2 separate regions of the Sparus aurata genome follow, and region 1 is linked to region 2. A link is a contact called in public Hi-C data. All regions are on one chromosome and are shown on one strand. Each heading gives the region's core, a stretch centred on a gene start, on an enhancer-like site or on the middle of the called end of the contact. The rest is flanking DNA. Distances are from core to core; before and after follow the strand shown.

Region 1 (5,539 bases), core at 154-2,653, 160 kb before region 2:
TCTTAAAATGCATTCCCCAAAACTACGTAGTGCACCTTTAATCAGGCAAAATTTGGAGAGGCTTCCACACTGAAGGGGGCCTGAAGTGTCGCACTGTAGTGTCAAGCACAAGAGCCCCGGCTGCATGAACTTCTGGTCCTTATCATTACAACGCCAGCAAATCTATAAACAGGTGACCAATCAATGGTTTAATACGTGTGAAAACAACAGGAATGATGTGCTGTGGTCCTCACAGACACCAGGTCGTGACCCAACATGTACAGTGATGGGAGATGCAGGACCGGCGAGCTGTGCCACCATCAGAACACCAAACAGGGAATATGTTTGGAGGAATGCTGCTCGTGCCTCCGGCAGAGATAAACGGACTCCGAGAGGACTGAAGCTGTTCCGGGGAACCTAACCTCACATTATTGGTTCGGTTAATTGATATTATCACATACATGATATGTCATTCAACGTGTCAGACTTTGTCAGGAATTAAAGGTCTAGGGTGAAAGATTTAGGGGGACGTATCGGCAGAAAGTAAATATAATCTTCATAATATCGATCATGTCATATTCATGTGTTTATTTTAATGCATAATAACCTGAAAGTAAGAATGTGTTTTTGTTACGTTAGAATGAGGCCTTTATATCTACACATCCTCCCCCACAGAGTCCGCCATGTTTCTACAGTAGCCCAGAACAGACAAACCAAACACTGGCGACAAAAAGGCCTTTCCGTCTTTGTGTTTTTAGTACCCAACGCAGTAGTTATACACACCTGGAAAAGCCAGAGGTGTTTTCAGTAAATCTCATCAAATCTTACGCACTGGACCTTTAAGTCCTGGTCTTCTTCCCATTGTTGTGGCTGGTGTTCACACAGTCCACCAGCCTTTGTGAAGACAGAAACAGACGATCATTGTCTGAATTTAAGAAATACCAAAAGATAGTTACTACAAAACTATAAGCTTGGATAAAAAATAATCTACAATTGCACTGTTTGTTCGTTTTTGCTTCAGTTTGACCTCCCATCAGTATTTCCTCCTCAGAAGCAAGTGTAATAGTTGGATTGATACATGCAGTCATTCTTCACTTCAATCGGATCAGAAATTTGCTCAAGAAAACTCTGAATTTGCGGCATCTAAGTCACCCCTAACCAAACTTGCTCATCCGAGGGTCCAATGCATGCTCTTATTTTGTAAATCGCAGAGATACATGCCACATAAAACATGTATTCTTTGTTTTTATCATGCTCATACATGGAGCAGCCTGCCCTATAGCTCTTCTCAACAGCAGCGGGGTCTTTGCAGGGGTTCCCCATTCACAAAGCCTGCCTGCCTTTACAGAGGGCGGAGAGAGAGAGAGAGAGAGAGAAGAGGAAGGGAGGGAGGGAGGGAGGGAGATGGAGAGAGGGAGGGAGGGAGAGAGAGAGATGAGACATCCCTTCCGCACTTGGCTGCATTCGGTTTACCGACACCGGAGAAGCGACCATGCTGTGGAAACTAGTTGAGAATGTCAAGTATGAAGATATTTATGAGGTAACGTTGCCATTCGTGTGTGTGTGTGTGTGTGTGTTGATGAAGCAGACTTACTGGAGATGGTTTTAGGGATTAATGAAGTGCTGGACGTTGTTGGGATGAGTGAGACGGTTTTTCTGGAGGCTTTAGGCCTGTTAGTCTGCGAATGTGGGTTAGAGGAGAGAAAATCTGGAGTTCAGATTTTCTTAAATCGTGATTTATTTTATTATTTTGGTCTATAATGCAGCTCCATTTACTTTCTGGAGGATGAGTGAAACGTAAGAAATATTCAACTTTGGATAAAGAGAATTTGTATTTCACATTTTCTTGATTTAATTTTTATTATTATTATTATTATTATTATTATTATTATTATTATTATTATTATTATTTTACATGCGATATAGTCTATTTTAGATATGTGATATTTCGTCATGTTTAAAAGCAATCTGAAACTTCTTGCAAAAATTAAACCAGAAATTTCTCTAGAAAGATATTTTTTTTTAAAAGACCACCGGTGCTGATAAAACGTGTTCAAAATTTTTTTCGAAAAATATATTAACTTCTTTGTTTTAGATTGTAACATACAGGGAAATAAGTTGGAGAACCGCTGGGTCAGGGGAGGCTGATGATATGACAGAAGAATGTAAATTATTTGGCTTTCATCCCAGAGCAATAATTCTTCTTCTTTTTTTTTTTTAAACGAGCGAGCATGAAGGCGGTGAAACACCGCCGCACGCTGCTCCGGCTCGCGCTGAATGGGCTGGAGCACAAAGCACGTTAGGAAGAGAAAAAAAAGGGGGCCGCTCCGCGAGGCCCCTCGGCTCAGCCCGGCGGGAAACCCTCGTCTCGTGCCGCACATGGCTTTTCTCCCACGGCGCGAAGGAAGAGGGGAGGCTCTAGTGTTGTTAAACAAGTCATCCAGGATGGCAGAGAGGGGCCCGCTGGAGACACAATGTGAAGTTTAATCGCTTCTTTTGACTCCTGACACCGTTCACACGAGCCCCTCGTGCGCCCTGTAGTGTGTCGGGTGTGTGTGTCAGAAGGCAGCTGCAGAACAACGTGCGACATCTTTTAGTTTTTTCTATTTTTTACAGGAGGGTTTTGATGGCAGGATGAAGTTTAGGGTTAAAAAATCTGACAAGATTGCTCAGAAATGTTGCGCGTAAAAGTGATCTGGTAGAAACCGTGTCCACGTCATCCTGCACTGGCACGAGTTCGGATGTTATCTGATAGAAACAGAACCTCTGACCTGGCTGGTGTCGAAGTCATTGAGCTTTAAAACAACCCCCAGTTTATATTCTTCTCCTCCCACGGACACTGAGGTTGGTTTTTTGCGTCTGTTTGCGCGGACATTTTGTGCGTAATAGTGATCTGGTGGAAGCCTTCTCCACGTCATCCTGCACTGGCTGGATGTATCTGCTAGAAACAGAACTTCTGACCTGATCAGTGTCAGAAGGCTTTAAAACAACCCCAGTGTATATCCCTCTCCACCTGCCTCACTGATATTGATTCTCTAAGCGCAAATCATGTGCGTAAAAGCGTCTCTAAAGGCAACAATGTGTGCTTTTCCTGCCTCAGAAAAAAAAAAAAAAAACTCCCTCAAAGTGCGCTATATATTTTCTGTGATGGGGGAATTCCTCACTGGTCTTCACTTTCTCCTCTCTCTATCTCCTGCTGCTCGTGCGCCGTTTCGGCTCTCCACGGAATTTAAACGTCACTCACGGTTGCGCGAGAGGCTTCACGCTCCATGTGTCGCCAGTCCCCTGCCTCGCGCACATTAATATTCCTGTAAGTCTAAGTCATGAATAACAATTACACCGTGTACCGGGGGTAGAGGCGGGCGCTCGGTGCTCACACTCAGAGCGGCGGCAGCTCGGGGCGGAGGAAGGTTGAGCGTGGAGCTGTAGATCGGGCCGTGCCTGCAGATACTCATCGTCGCTTTCACCTGGAATGAGTTGGGTTATCTCGGCCTGACACGCTCTTTGCCAGCCTGCTGTTTTACCGTGCGCTCTCTCGTCACACCAACAGAGTCTTTACAGATGTTGGTTCATTCATACTCCACCGCGGTGAGTTCTCCTCCCCTCACACTGTGTTTCTGAATTCATGTGAAAATGGTCAGTCTGGAGATAATGCTAGGAGGTTTTTCGTTACGAGACGTTTAAAATGAGGCTTGTAACGTTTTCCTCCGGGCTCTTTGTGCTTTTTGTTCAGGAGATTCAGAGCCAGTTATGCTGCTTTGGATACATCACCAGAGGCAACACACTCATAAAAGAGTCCTGATCCTCGGCCTCCATCTGGTTTCATTTGGTTAAAATGTGCTTCTAATTCTGCAAGCAGTTGATTTATTTTTTTCTCTTCTTCTCTGCATCCTCCTCAAGGACCGGCATGACGGTGTCTCGAGCCACAGCTCGCGCCTGTCCCAGCTGGGCTCGGTGTCGCACGCGGGACCCTACTCCAGCGCGCCGCCGCTGTCTCACGCGCCCTCTTCGGACTTCCAGCCTCCGTACTTCCCGCCGCCGTACCAGCCGCTCGCTCACTACCAGAGCCAGGACCCGTACTCCCACGTCAGCGACCCGTACTCCCTGAACTCCCTGCACCAGAGCCAGCAGGGCGCATGGGGGGCGCGGCAGCGGCAGGACGTCGCCGGAGACCGGATGGACAGCTCGGCTCTGCTGGCGCAGCCGCGGGCCTCGCTGCCGCAGCTGTCCGGGCTGGAGCCGCGGCGGGACTACGGCGGTGTGCGGCGGCCTGATGTGCTGCTGCACTCCGCTCACCCGGGACTGGAGCCCGGCATGGACGGACTGCTGCACGGGCTGCACGGTATGGAGGATGTCCAGGTGAGTCACGGCTGAGATTTACATGAGACAATATGCATGTAAGACATTTACCACCTCGAGTTAGGATTATTTTAATGTTTTTGCTATTTTAGTTATAAAAGTTATTCTAAAGATTTTTGGGGATTATTATAATTGAGAAAGGTAAAGCCAACATTCACCGGGGTCTGTTGGATAAAGTAGAGAATATACATCTGCAATTATATGAATGTATTAAATATTACACAATAGCACAACATCAGATCAGATATAAACACGATTTCCCAATTTTTATTTACATTATTTTTACGTTTTTGAAAAAAAAATAACAATAATAATTCCAACCTTTTTACTACAGGATAAAATAACACGTATAGCTTGCATGGCAGCTTTAAATACTGGAACTAAAATAAAGATAATAACTAAATGATAAAATAAACGACAGTGGAAGAAACCTATCGGTAATTGTTGACAGTTGTCCTCTTCATTGTCTCCGCATGTTTCGCCGTGCCTTTAGAGCTGAGGTCAGTGAACTCAGCAGCTCCCTCAGGGCTGGACGCTCACAGCAGCTGTAGCCTGAACGCAAAACGGCCCACAGCTAAACAAAGTTGCCTTCAGAGACCCGACACATCCTCCTTTGATGAGGAGACGCTGATGTGCGGAATAACCGAGCAGAGAGAGAGGAAAATAAGAGGAATGTTGGTGGTGCGAGTTTCAATCCATTTGCCTCCACTGCTAAAATGATGGAGATGTAGTTAAAGCAGAAAAGTGTGAAGATGCTGCAATATTTTATAGGAAAAAACAGACATTTCCCCCCAATTTTGTGTGAAAATTATCATTATCATAATTATTATTATTAATAATATCATTATTATTGTTATTATTATTATATCCATGTTTACTCTATTTGTCGCTGTCATTTTTGTGTTAAACGATGATTATGTTTTTGTCGCTGCTGTAAGACGTGATGAAATAGACTTTATTGTCAGCTGTGTAGGATTTCATCTCCCCCCCCCTCCCTCAGGGCACGGCCATCACGGATTGTTTTGCCATTTCACCTCCACAATAGCCTCCAATTTCTGGCTTTCAGTATTTGTGTCACGCATTTATTAACCCCGCGCGAATTTGTTTTAGCAAATGCTCTCTTTTATTTTCTCTCTCCCTCTCTCTCTCTCCCTCTCTGTCAATGCGTGCTGCATCGTCAGGTCTGTTTAACGAGGAGCTC
Region 2 (5,114 bases), core at 1,147-3,646:
TCACATTTCCTTTTATAACACGGATCTACATTTTTATTTTTCCGAGACGTGTAAATATTGTGTTATAAAATTATATGTGAGTGACATTTATGTACTTCAAAAATACATTGAGAAACAGAGTTAAATCTCCATGTGGATCAGACAGTCTATAATGAACACAATTGAAAAATGAATTGTATGATATTGTATTTTCTAATGTCACAAATCAAATGAGATGATATTCAGTTAGTAATTAATATTACATTGAATCATTTGCTCTGTTTTTATTGTTGTACACTGACAAAATTGTGCTTATCTCGCTTGTGTTCTGTAGATATGATCATCCAATCTGATGCCTGTTTGTTGTGATGAAAAATCTGAAATGCAAAACAAATTTCACATGGAAGAGCCTTGACCTTTTTTATTTCAAAACATGATGTCAGATATGGGGAAAATAATCATGAGCAGTGTGTCCATTTTGTTTCCTATCTAAAATTAATCAAGATCTTTGTGATATATTGTTAAAATAAAGCTTTTCATCTTGAAACTGTGAAAGAATTGTGTTAGAAGTGTTCTGTTACAAATACCATTGAATATACATAGGTAGGCATTATATAGTAGATTTTTTAAATAAATGAACACTCTATGGTTCTTAGGAAATCTAATCACTCTGCTTATTATAAAACATTTTTAATTGGATCAAATGTTTTTACTGTTCTCCACAAAAAAAAGGGGGACACTGCGGACTCGTCCGTAGTACTTTTTGAAAATGGCCCATTTTCCCTTTCACTTTTTAAAAGCATTATTTGTTTTATAAAACGGTGATGAAAAAAATACTTTGAAGAAGTCAGTCAAGAACTGTTAGCTTACAAACAAGAACACTTCTCTCCATCAGCACAGTCTGCGATTGAAAACGGCTGCTACAGATTCTGGTGTGAAACTGTGATTACATTTTTATACAGAACCTAATAATAAAATCTAAATTTAATATATTAGATGGGCTGATGTGCTCAATAGCTAGAACAGCCTTAGGTTTGCTAACATCTTGCGAAGATTGTGTCTTATTTGCGGAATTTTATGGTACGTGAAACCTAATAAGACAGTGATTTACAGTAGGCTAACCGTGCTGCTTGCTTAAGTAGTTCCCAATGTTATTTCTTCAATTGTTTCTATTTGACGTGTTTTAATGGAATCGTTTCTATGCTCTTTTGATGTGCCTTAATGCAATTATTTCTCCATCTCATTATTTCTGACCTTGTACCAATCCTCCTATTGCATTAATCTGAGCCCTTTAGGGCCCACCACTTTTCAACTCAAAGTTACAACTTTGTGTCCTTATTATTTTTATTTTCATTTTTTAAAGTAAAATGGTGAAATTATCTTTAGTAAAACAATGTTTAGCAGTCATCACAGAGGTTCACCTGAGAATTTTGAAAGTTGAAAGTAAGTAAGTGAAAGTAAAGAAAGTTGAGCTGTCAGGCTATAAAATGATTTCTGAAAGGTGTTGTGGAATGACAAGGACGTGCCAAAAGGTAACACATATTAAACTGATCAACAAAGATGTAAAGTTGCAAGATATAGTGAAAAGTTTCAGAGCAGTGGTACTTTTTACACACACATAAATGATTGTGCCTAAAATGTCGACTTTAATTATTTTAATTGCATGTACATTTTCTATCAAATTGTATTACATAGGTTTAATGTAAAGTTTATTGCAAAGCTTTTCTATCATGTTGAGTCAATGTGTGTAAATTAAATAGTGTTATGTGTGATAACAGCAAACAGGATGACCTATTTGAAATGCATTACTGTAATGTACAACACCTGAATAATAAACACCTGAAAAGCAAATTATACTCATGTAAAGGTTCCCCTAATTTTTTATGAAACGATATAAACTGGACGGTATGTCAGTCCGGGAGAAGAAAAGCAGATTTGTTCTATGTGCTGTCGGCTGACATGGAACATGAGCTCCATTTTGTTTAGGAACATAAAAACAAATATTGACTTTGTACATATGAGTGACGCACAAAGATTGAGCCGGCTGTTTGTATATGAAACGTTTAGACGAGCCGCTTACCTGAAAATAGCTCTTTAACAAGACAAACTAGATTTTTAAACATTTATTGCCATTGCAAAATTGACTGGAAATGTGTGATTTCGCGTGTGTTTTCCCCCCTGCAATAAATTGGTGATATAGTATTTTGCAATTTAATGTATTTTATGTCTTCAAATTTATTTGTTATATATAACTAACTAACTGCCCATGGATTCCAGCCTGGTGTGTTTTACGCAGGCAGAGAGGGAGAGTGACAGATCAGCAGTGCTACAGGTGCGCCAGCCCCACTCACCATTTATATCCATCAATGTGACGTCACTGGTTTCTGCTGAGCAGCCAAACGTTATGCTCACGCGGCCGCCCCCCTCCTCACCATGACAACAACGGATTTTTAGCATCGTCAGAGGACGCACCGTTAGCTGCTCCGCTCATGGCTCAGAGATCAATGTTGTGTTAAACAGCGGGTTTAACATTAGTATACCGGAGAAAGAGCTCATGTAGGAAGGTTTTATTCGCTGTGTGGACCCTCATGCGTCGGACACCAGCCGAGGCTAGAGGGAGAGGTCGTCTTACTGCGTGAACAACATGGCTCTTCGGTCTCAGCATCCCTGGCTGCTGCTCGCTTGTGCTGTGCTGCTGGCCGCAGCCCGACATGTCGACGCTCGCTCGTTGCCGATATCAGACCTCAAATCCAAAATATCAGGGGTGGAGGAGCTGTTGGAAGAATTCCGCAAGCAGCTCCAGCAGGACCAGGCGTACAAGGTAGGCGACGTGATTGACTCGTGTGTGGGCGACTTCAACGCCGTCGGGGAGCGCATCATCAAGGCCAAAGCCTCCATCGAGCAGGGGGCCACCTTCCTGCTGGCCCCGGGGAGCGTGTACACCTGGAAGGACTGCCTGCACGCCTGCTGCTCCCAGCCTCACTGCACCGTGGCGGTGGTCCAGGAGGACCCGAGGCAGCCCGGGGAGAGTCTCAGCTGCTACCTGTTCAATTGCACCTACAGGAACAAAAATGTCTGCTCCTTCGCTCCGCAGGAAGGCTTCAGTACGTACAGCCGGACCGCCAACACAACGCAGGGACACCTCCCTGTTTCACCCGGAGGCTCAGCCCGTAGGCCCGGGGAAGGACATCCTGAGGAGGATGATACACAAGGTGGGACATCACAGGCTTACAAGTTTAACTGATTTAACATGTGGGTCCATATGACTGGTCATGTTTTAGGAAAATGTCATGCATGGATAGTTAACAATTTGCTGTATTGTTTTCTAATTGATTCTTAATTAAAGAGTTAATTAAGTATTGTTTTACCAGGCAAAAATGCTGGTTAAATATCACATTATGGTCGACTATTGAATATGGATACCTTGATAGCTATTTTACACAGTGGTTTACTCATTAAAGGTGCAATATGTAAAAAGTTCTAGTCAAGGTAAATAAATAGCAGTTTTGACTTTGTTATGCCTCTGTATTCTGTTGCAGAAATTAGCATGCTAACCAGCTAGCCCCTGTTCTTTCCAGTCCAAAGGTCCTATGCAAGCCCTGTAAATACTTCGGTGGTCCCCCAGCTCCAAGACCGAACTACTAGCTGCACGGCTAACTGAGCTAACCACCTAACAGCAGCTACAATTAGCAGCAGTTAGCAGTTACTTTGGTGACATGCTACCCCCTATTTGTTTTGAATATGAATTTGTGAGGTGGCCAATTCCTACATCTTGCACCTTAAAAAACCCAAATTATGTCTTAAATTACCAACCGTGTAAGCTAAAAAAGCTGAAACACTGCTGCTCACACATGAATAAAAGTCAGGTAGGTGAATTTTAAATGTCACAATGAACACATTATAAAGGATTCAATATTTTACCTGTTTATTTTTATTTTTGACTTAATTAACATGTAGATTTTGACGAAAATGGCTCATCTTTTGTTTGTGAATGAATGAAGATGAACAAGTACGACAGGGAAATGGAAAGATGATCAATGCAGTGACTGATGGTGGTTACTGGAAAGTTAGTTAATTATTCATGAGCATGTAATTTTTCTAATACGGTATCAAAAAGAAGCAGTAACTGATGATTGTTTTCTGGTATGGTGTGGAGTGGTATACTGTAGCACTGGACCACTGGACGTTTTTTTCTTTTAGAGGTTTTATCTTGATCCTCTGTAGCCCTAAGGGAGTATGAAAGATCAATTATTTTCACCATTCGAAGCAGTTTTTCAGCTCCATGACAGCACTCTAAGTTGAAGAGCCTCATTGGATTTGATGGTACATCAAGTTTTATGTACACTTTCTAAGATAGTTCTCCAGTTAGATTTAGCCTCGAACAACAGCTACTTATCTTGCTAAAGCAGGCAGGGTGGGTTAATGATGTACTTTTTAGTTGGTTTCCAGCCTGCAAAATGTCATCAGGACTCTGCGAACAAGACCAGGTGTTTTATGACTGTAATTTTATCCTCCATTTGTTTACCAGCAAGTAAAGTGGTCTTTCAAGTGCAATCGAAGAAATGATAAAATGATATTTAAGTTAACCATCTGGTGGACCAGCAGAAAATTAAACAGCAAGTGTTTTGATGGTCTAAAAAAAAGAAAAAGAATGTATATTGTGTTCAACTACAATGAAGTAAAGCAAGAATTAATCAAATAAACTAGTCATGTAGGAGTTATCTTCTATATTAGCGTGGTTTTCCGTTGTGATTCTGCAGATGTGGATGAGCCTCCCCGCAGTGACGCTGGACAGGATGTGGTGATCCAGCTGCCCACAGACTGGGCTGTCCTGGATGGACGGGACAGTGTGGACGACCACGGCATCAACCACTACGAATGGACACTCGTCAGAGGGGACACAGCCATTAACATGAAAGTGAGTCTATTCAGCAGATTGCAGAGCCATCTTGCATTAAAATGACTGTATAGAGTTTCATTTCAGTGCTTCATGTGAGAATGAAACAACTGACAAACACTGAAGGAAAACAGACTGAATTAAGAACATATACAGCAATAGCTCTATTATTCTCTTCTTTCAGGGATCAGAATGTTTGAATTTGCAGAGTGAATTGGGACTAATTGCCTTCACAGAC

What was found. Hi-C and Micro-C count contacts between places; a contact is called where the count stands out from the background.
Region 1: a Hi-C map of an unstated tissue shows a contact between it and region 2, with 3 times the contacts expected there. The contact joins the promoter of tfap2b here to the promoter of lrp11 in region 2. A contact is called at or near these places in 2 of 2 Hi-C or Micro-C datasets (skeletal muscle and an unstated tissue).

The regions. Positions count from the first base shown.
Region 1 is chr22:12,464,042-12,469,580 of fSpaAur1.1, reverse strand. It overlaps tfap2b (transcription factor AP-2 beta), which reads left to right and starts at 1,403. Exons shown (of 7, transcript XM_030404237.1): 1 at 1,403-1,519; 2 at 3,880-4,338. The coding sequence starts at 1,472.
Region 2 is chr22:12,304,692-12,309,805 of fSpaAur1.1, reverse strand. It overlaps lrp11 (low density lipoprotein receptor-related protein 11), which reads left to right and starts at 2,396. Exons shown (of 9, transcript XM_030405461.1): 1 at 2,396-3,191; 2 at 4,740-4,897. The coding sequence starts at 2,624. map3k5 (mitogen-activated protein kinase kinase kinase 5) reads left to right here. Exons shown (of 30, transcript XM_030405460.1): 30 at 1-1,835. LOC115574162 (a long non-coding RNA gene) reads right to left here and starts at 2,433. Exons shown (of 2, transcript XR_003982437.1): 1 at 2,331-2,433.